2 separate regions of the Mus musculus genome follow, and region 2 is linked to region 1. Evidence: chromatin contacts called from public HiChIP or PLAC-seq data. All regions are on one chromosome and are shown on one strand. The core of a region is the stretch at or near the end of the contact, and the rest is flanking DNA. Distances in the headings are between cores, read along the strand shown.

The links. HiChIP or PLAC-seq counts read pairs in DNA pulled down with a chosen protein or histone mark.
Region 2: an H3K27ac HiChIP or PLAC-seq map of microglia shows a contact between it and region 1, with 4 times the contacts expected there. The contact joins the enhancer-like site here to the promoter of Ssbp1 in region 1. A contact is called at or near these places in 3 of 39 promoter capture datasets (the C10 cell line, macrophages and neutrophils), 1 of 484 Hi-C or Micro-C datasets (erythroblasts), 6 of 115 datasets of contacts at active chromatin or transcription factors (the HPC-7 cell line, bone marrow-derived dendritic cells, bone marrow-derived macrophages and 2 more) and 3 of 9 other capture datasets (adipose tissue, liver and pancreatic islet).

Annotation. Positions count from the first base shown.
Region 1 is chr6:40,469,119-40,472,957 of GRCm38.p6, forward strand. It overlaps Ssbp1 (single-stranded DNA binding protein 1), which reads left to right and starts at 2,297. Exons shown (of 6, transcript NM_028358.2): 1 at 2,297-2,341; 2 at 2,953-3,015. The coding sequence starts at 2,992.
Region 2 is chr6:40,592,843-40,596,301 of GRCm38.p6, forward strand. No RefSeq gene overlaps it. Among named protein-coding and RNA genes, the nearest start is that of Clec5a, 8.8 kb to the left of the region's middle. Within about 2 kb of position 2,154, at least 49 of the 459 cell types and tissues checked have an H3K27ac peak or open chromatin away from gene starts, as enhancers often do. A contact at or near this core is called in the HPC-7 cell line, bone marrow-derived macrophages, erythroblasts and 3 more, where this site is marked.

The DNA.
Region 1 (3,839 bases), core at 1,047-3,546:
GGTACACTGTAAGCTAGGCTTTTTATAACAGGCTTTTTATGTTCTAGGAGCTCATCAATGGGGATGGCATACCTTCATGGTCATTTATAATACAATATGCAAAAGAGGGAGGGAGTAACTAGTTGAGGAGAGCATTTTTAAAGTGTGTACAGGGCTGTATTTCAGATTCTGGGGATATGGACAGCTGACCGAGGTTGAAGTGTCTGTTGCACTAAGAAGGAACATTACCAGAAGCAATACCTCAGTTACAGTCTCTCCCTCACACTGTACAAGAACATATCCATTGTAATACCTTTTTTTTGTTGTTGTTGTTAAAAGGAAACCATGAAGGAGCAGGACTTGCAGCTTCTTCCAGATAACCAGCCAAGGAAGGAGAATGTGTCAGTTCCTCTCTGGGTGGACAACAGGGCTCAGTCAAGACTCCCCATTCAGGGGTTCTTTATAAAACGTTAAGGCAGGGTGCTCTCAAGTTTCAGTTGTCTATATTTTTCTTTAACCAACCTTCTCTACATTCTTCAAATAGAACAAAGGCAAAACTAACGGGATAGTGAAGAACAGAACTGGCTATACATGAGCCAATAGATGTCTGCAATGGGGAAACAGAGTTAAGATTTACTCCACAGTTCAAGTCTGGGACCACTGAAACAAAGCTTGCGAGGTGGGCGGGCGGGATTTCTCTCTGGAGGAAAAGGAGCAACTTTGTTTTTCCTTTGTCTTGCCTCCAAAGCTCATAAAGAGGAAACCATTGAACTAATGTAGCAGGTGGGATGTCTTCTTATTACTAGGGTGTGTGTGTGTGTCCCTGTCCAATTCAGTGCCTCGTTATTTCAGGAAATCAACTTTGTAAAGGTAAAAGTACAGGGAAGTAAACATCTATAAAGGCGTCACTAGTGAGCCAGACAATAATTCAGACCCCCCCCCCTCCTAAAATCAGAAAGAATGGACCTTAGGAGGCAGTGTGTCTGTTTGAATGGTTTGGAGTTCCCTTCTGTCTAACACTGGAGCCCCACTGAATCTTGTTGCCTTGGGTTCCTTAATTTGTAGGATTCATAAGTGCGTTACTTCACTAGGGCCAGGATTAGGGTAAACAACATAGGATTTAGAGGAGCAAAAGAAAGTCAGCAATCAAAAGAAAAGATGTCTCAATGCAGTATTTTGGAAATGTTAAAACTAAGAAATTTTACTATGAACATGATATTACCAAATACAAGATCAACAAGCTTAAGTTACTTGAGATTGTTTAAGACTGTCACTGAGTGCTGGATGTGATGGCACATGCCTTTAATCACAGCACTAGGGAGGTAGATGCAGCAAGGGGAATCTCTGGGAGTTAGAGACAAGCCTGGTCTGGTCTACATGAGATCCAAGTTTCAGGCCAGCCAGGGATACACAGCGAGACAGTGTCTTTTTTCTTTTCTCTTTCTCTCTCTCTCTCTCTCTCTCTCTCTCTCTCTCTCTCTCTCTCTTTCTTTCTTTTAAGCTTTTCCATCTAGAATAACTGCCAAAGATGTAGAATTGAAACACAAAATGAAAAAAAAAAATCTAAAAAATACTGATCAGTTTCTTTCTATAAAAGTAAAATCTTAATTACACTTTGCTTTAAAATAAAGCAACGTTTTGACTTTTAACACTTCTTCAAAATGTTTTGGAATTTCATAAACTTTTAATGTTTTAGGGAAAACATATATACAAATACATAATATAAGGGCGCATTTCTCTTGTGCCTTAGGCACAGTTTGGGACCGGTACTTAATAAAGATGTTAAAAATTTTGCTCCTCACGTGTTTCTTGAATTTTTTGACTTAACATGTTAACATATCTAGATCACCGAGGTTTTGACAGCAATTAATTCTTCAGTCTTACTGCATTAGGAGACTTGTGTCGGTTTTAGTTCCTCCAGGGGCTCAAATATGTTTTATTTCACCTACCTCACTCCCTTTCCCAGGCTGGGAACATCAAATAATTTCAATTTAGGGCTGGGAATAGAGTTCTGGCCAGAGTTTGGTTAGCCAGTGCGGGGCCACTACCGGAGCGAGGGTGGAGATCAGGAAAAACAAAACAAAACAAAAAACCCCAACAACCAAACTAAACCAAACCAAACAACAAAAAAACAAAACCAAAATCGTAAAACTACCCACAGGTGGCATCGTTGATCCGCCCACTTCCGCCTGGACAGAAGTTCCTGGCACTTCTAAATTGAGGGGTCGTGTTTCCGGCGACATCAGCCGGCGGCATTTCAACGACGCACTTCAGAGATTTCCTGTCTTTCCTTGCATCTCGCGAGCTTTGCGGGCTCCGTGCGCCGGAAGCGAGCCGCTGGCGGTCGGGCTCTGCGTGTCCGGTGAGGGAGGGGAGAAGGCTGGCACGAAGTTGTGTTTCCCGAGTGCACGGGCGCGTGCGGGGCTCGGGAGGAGTTGTGCGGCTCCTCGCTGGAGTCCGAGTGTCCCCCGCCGTTCCCTGTGCTGCTCGCGAGCGCCACTTTGGGGGAAGAGCAGCCTCTTGCCCCCGCGGCGAGGCTGGGGAGCCGGGCTTACTCAGCGCTAACGGGGACGAAGGCACTGATTTGCGTCCTTTCGGAGTAGCGTTTACTGTGCCCGCACTGTTTGTAGAGACAGTTTTAGGGGTCTAGAATAACAGAACAAGTTGGAAAAAAAAATGTCCGAGACAACTTCTATTGTAAAGAAATCTAGCAGACAATGGATTGCAAGTGAGAACAGGTTTTTCCCCTCTTTTCTGCTGGTTGAGACCCAGAACCACAGAGTTTCTTTTGTCTCGCTCAGTTTTTGTTTTCAAAAAGAAAGGAACTCCCCACACGTGCAAAAAATGCGGTTGCAAATTGGGTGCACGAGAAGCTGGACGCGCTTAGGATTTAGGACTAGAGAGCATGTGTGTTCTTGATGGATACTGTAGTTTCTTGATTTATCATTTTTCTCTTTTCTTTCTTTCCTTTAGGAAAAGCCTAAAGATTAGGTTGTAAGAAAAACAGAAGCCATGTTTCGAAGACCTGTGTTACAGGTAGTCACTTTTCTACATTAGTGAGTGCTCCAACCGTGTTTCCATAGTCTATAGCCATGTTTTGTTTTGTTGCTTTTCGATTTTGCATACATAAGCACGAGATTCTTACGCCTATCCAGCGTGTTCTATGTGTTTATTTGATGTGGGAGATTCAGAAGGGATTTTGTGTGTGTGTGTGTTTATGTGTGTGTGAAGCTCATAATGTTTACTGAATCAAAAATGATTTTTAAAGTGTATTCGCATATGTAGTACACCTCATGAATTTAATTTAGTAAATATTTGTTACCAGTGCTTAGATCAGAGTATTCATTTAATTATGTAAGTTATTATTATCATTTTTGTTTTGCTGTTTTTGAGACAGCCACTCATAGTTAAGACTATCTTGAGACTCACTGTTAGGCTGAGATGACCAAGAACCTTCCTCCTCCTGCTTCTACTTTGTCACCGATGGTATTTCAGGCCTGCCCCATCGCACCTGATTTCTTCTAACCTTGTCCCATATGGCTCTGGTCTTTTATGACCTTCTGGCCCCTCTCCTCCCCACTCCCATCTTGCTATCCAGAGAGCAGAGCTCACTTCTTGCCACAAATTCATGACCATTCTGCAATCTAGTCGGGTGTCCTCTACTCTAGCCAGCCTTAAGCAGGCCTTAATTACCATTTTTCCTCAGTGTGGCACGTGGGTACCAAGTCTTGTAAATTCTCCTAATGTAAAATCTATTACTTTTCTTCTCCTCTTAAGACTAATGAGTCAAATTCGTTATAAAAGTCTGTTGTCTTCCCCATCCTACTCTTAAGTTGGTCTATCCTTAGCTCCTTACTGTA
Region 2 (3,459 bases), core at 904-3,403, 120 kb after region 1:
CAGGAGAGGTATTGTGGGATCCTCTGGTAGTAATATGTCCAATTTTCTGAGGAACTGCCAGACTGATTTCCAGAGTGGTTGTACAAGCTTGCAATCCCACCAACAATGGAGGAGTGTTCCTCTTTCTCCACATCCTCGCCAGCATCTGCTGTCACCTGAATTTTTGATCTTAGACATTCTGACTGGTGTGAGGTGGAATCTCAGGATTCTAATTCTTAAAGACTGTTGTTTTCTTAATCCATAGTAGACTTGCATGTTTATTCCTTCCCTTGTCTGTCTGTCCATAGACTTAGCTGTCCCACCCAAGTAGTTTTGTAACACCTACTTTATCACAGGTCTTTGAAAGCAATGTTATAGCTTCAAGCAAATTTAAGGGACAGGGACATAGTGGTCCATGGAATAGAAGTGGTTGTAGATTTAAATCAAAGTGGATGAAGAAGCAGCTGGGGATGGGGCTCAGTTAATATGTTCAGGGTTCAATCTTCAGCCCCAGAGAAAAGAAACAAAAGAAACAGTGTAAACTAAACTAGGTGAAGATGCAGCTGGAGATGTGGCTCTGTGGCCGGTCACATGGCCAAGCCTGTGTGAGGCTCTAGGGTCAGCATTCAGCCTCATGGCAAAACAAAACAAAGTGAACAAAAACCAAAACACACAAAGCAAAGTGGGTTAAGATATAACTGGGTCTCTGTAAAATCAGAAGGCAAATCAAACTAGGCCTCTGGTCTCTGCTCACTCCTGTGTGTGCAAAGCATCATGACAGGGAGCATGGTCATAAGGATCGGATGGACTTCATGAACTAGAGCCTTTTCTCAGATTAAGTTAGAAAGGGCTCAGGAATGGATATCTATGGGTCTAGAATGAGCTATTAAATATGGTAAAGGGCAGGATACTAGTGGTATGTAAGGACAAACAGCCACCCTTAGGCAGGATATGTGGTAAGGGAAAACAAACAAACAAACAAACAAACAACAACAACAAAAAAAAAAACAGAAAGAAACAAAGAAAAAAAATACATGAAAACCCAACTCTCCCTGTAATCTCTCATTCACCTGATCTTCTCAAGACTTTATGGCCTCATGTTATTTTTGTTGTTGGAATTATGTTTGTGTGGCTATCTTCTTTTGGGTTTCTTGGAAGAAGATTGTTTTCTAGCTTTTGGTGAGGTAACCCAGTCACAAAAGAACACACACGGTATACTGATAAGTGAACATTAGCCCAAAGCTTGGAATACAAGAAGAAGGAAGAACAAAGTGTGGATGCTTCAGTCCTTCTTAGAAGGGCAAAAAATACCCAAGGGAGGAAATATGGAGACAAAGTGTGGAGCAGAGACTGAAGGAAAAGTCATCTGGAGACTGCCCCACTTAGGGATCCATCCTATATTCAGTCATCAAACCCAGACACTACTGCAGATGCCAAGAAGTGTTTGCTGACAGGTCCCTGATATAGCTGTCTCCTGAGAGGCTCTGCCAGAGCCTGACAAATACAGAGGCATATGTTCTTAGCCAACCATTGGACTGAGCACGGGATCCCCAGTGGAGGAGTTAGAGAAAGGAATGAAGGAGCTGAAGGGGTTTGCAACCCATAGGAAGAACAGCAGTATCATCCCAGGAACTAAACCACCAACCAAAGAGTACAGATGGAGGGACCCATGGCTCCAGCTGCATAGTAGCAAAGGATGGCTTTGTCAGACATCAATGGAAGGAGAGGCCATTGGTCCTGTGAAGGCTTGATGCCCCCCAGTGTAGGGGAATTGCAGGAGTGGGTGAGCAGGTGGGGGAGCACCCTAATAGAAGCAGGGAGAGGGAGGGTGGGACAGGGGTTTTCCAGAGGGGAAACTGGGAAAGGGAATAACATTTGAAATGTAAATAAATAAAATATACAACAACAATAATAATAATTATAATGGCCTCTTCCAACATTGCCAATATTTTCCTTCTGCCTTTATAACCTAACCCCAAACCTACATTTGTAAAGACAAATTTCTTTTGATTATGAGTCCAGTTTTAGATCTGACATCTAATGTGAATCAGGCACTCCTCGTTTCTAAACCTGGATCTGCTGTCAACCCTGTTGTAGTAAGTCCTAAGGTACACTAGCATTTCCTCAAAGCTGGAGGGAAGAAACCTCTTTCAACTTCTTCGTTTCTTACTGATGATTGCATCATAGCAGCACCCAGCAATGAATCAGCCATGCTAATTCCTTCTCTGCTGACCACTCTCTAGACACTAGATGATGATGCATTTCCAAAGCATTCTTAGATCTTTCCTTTCTTTTTATTTGATGTATTTATTTATTTATTTTCCATTCCATGTTTTATCCCCCACTCCCATTCTCCCTTTGACTGTTCCACATCCCACACTTCCTCCTCACCCCCTGTCTCCATGTGGAGGTCCCCACCCCTGACCCCACCTGACCTCTAAACTCCCTGGGGCTTCTAGTCTCTTGAGGGTTAGGTGCATCATCTCTGAATGAACACAGACCGGACAGTCATCTACTACTTCTCTATTTCCACTCCCACATCCTGAAACAGGAAATTTGTCTCTTTTGATTATGACTGAGGTGCAAATGACCAAACACTTTGCCTTCACTCTTTCAAACTAATCCCACACAACATTGTCATGTGAGTCTTTATAAAATAATTGTCATAATAATGTCACTTCATTATCTTAGGTTCTGTGATAACCACTAATATGAGAAGTCTCAGTTAAACATTGGCTTTGCTCATTCATCTAAACCTTTTATTCCACATCATTTATGTAAATTCTAATCCAAACTATTGTCACATGTTTTGCTTATGCTAATATTTGGACACCTAATTAAATGCACCCTATCATTATTTTATTGTTGTCTGTAAGTATGTATATATTTCTGAGCTAAAAATCAAGTACTGACTGTGTCTGATTAGTCTCTGTGCCCAGTGAGGGCCAAACTGGAGTCCCTCTGCCCACTCAGTTACAATTCTGCCATTGCACCATCCCTTCCTTAAGGTTTTCCTAGTAAATGCCTGAGGACATAAAGTTTGAGATGGGGATAGATACACTGAGACATTTTCTCTTAAGAATCTTTTAAAGAGGCCTAGAAAGAAAAAGTAAGTTTCATGACTGAGAACAACCCCCATGTGAGTGATGGTAAAACAGAAGACAAAGTCAATGTTGTTATCTTTTCAAATCCTTGAGTAATTCAGTTTTAATTCTTCACTGAATTGAAGATCAAGATGATGCAACAATTTGTGTTGGAGAGAATAGTCTAGACTCATACAATGGGTAAATCATCAGAATAAGCCATCTTTGAGGTCAGTTCAGCCTATATACATTAAGACTTTTGTACTGAATTGGCTAGGGATACTGCTCAGAAGTAAAACATTTTTAAAGCTCATGTGAGGCCTGGGTTTGGTCATCAAGACTTTATTAACTCAGGTTGTAGATCCAGGAAGGTCATCAAACTCTAGAGTGGATCTAT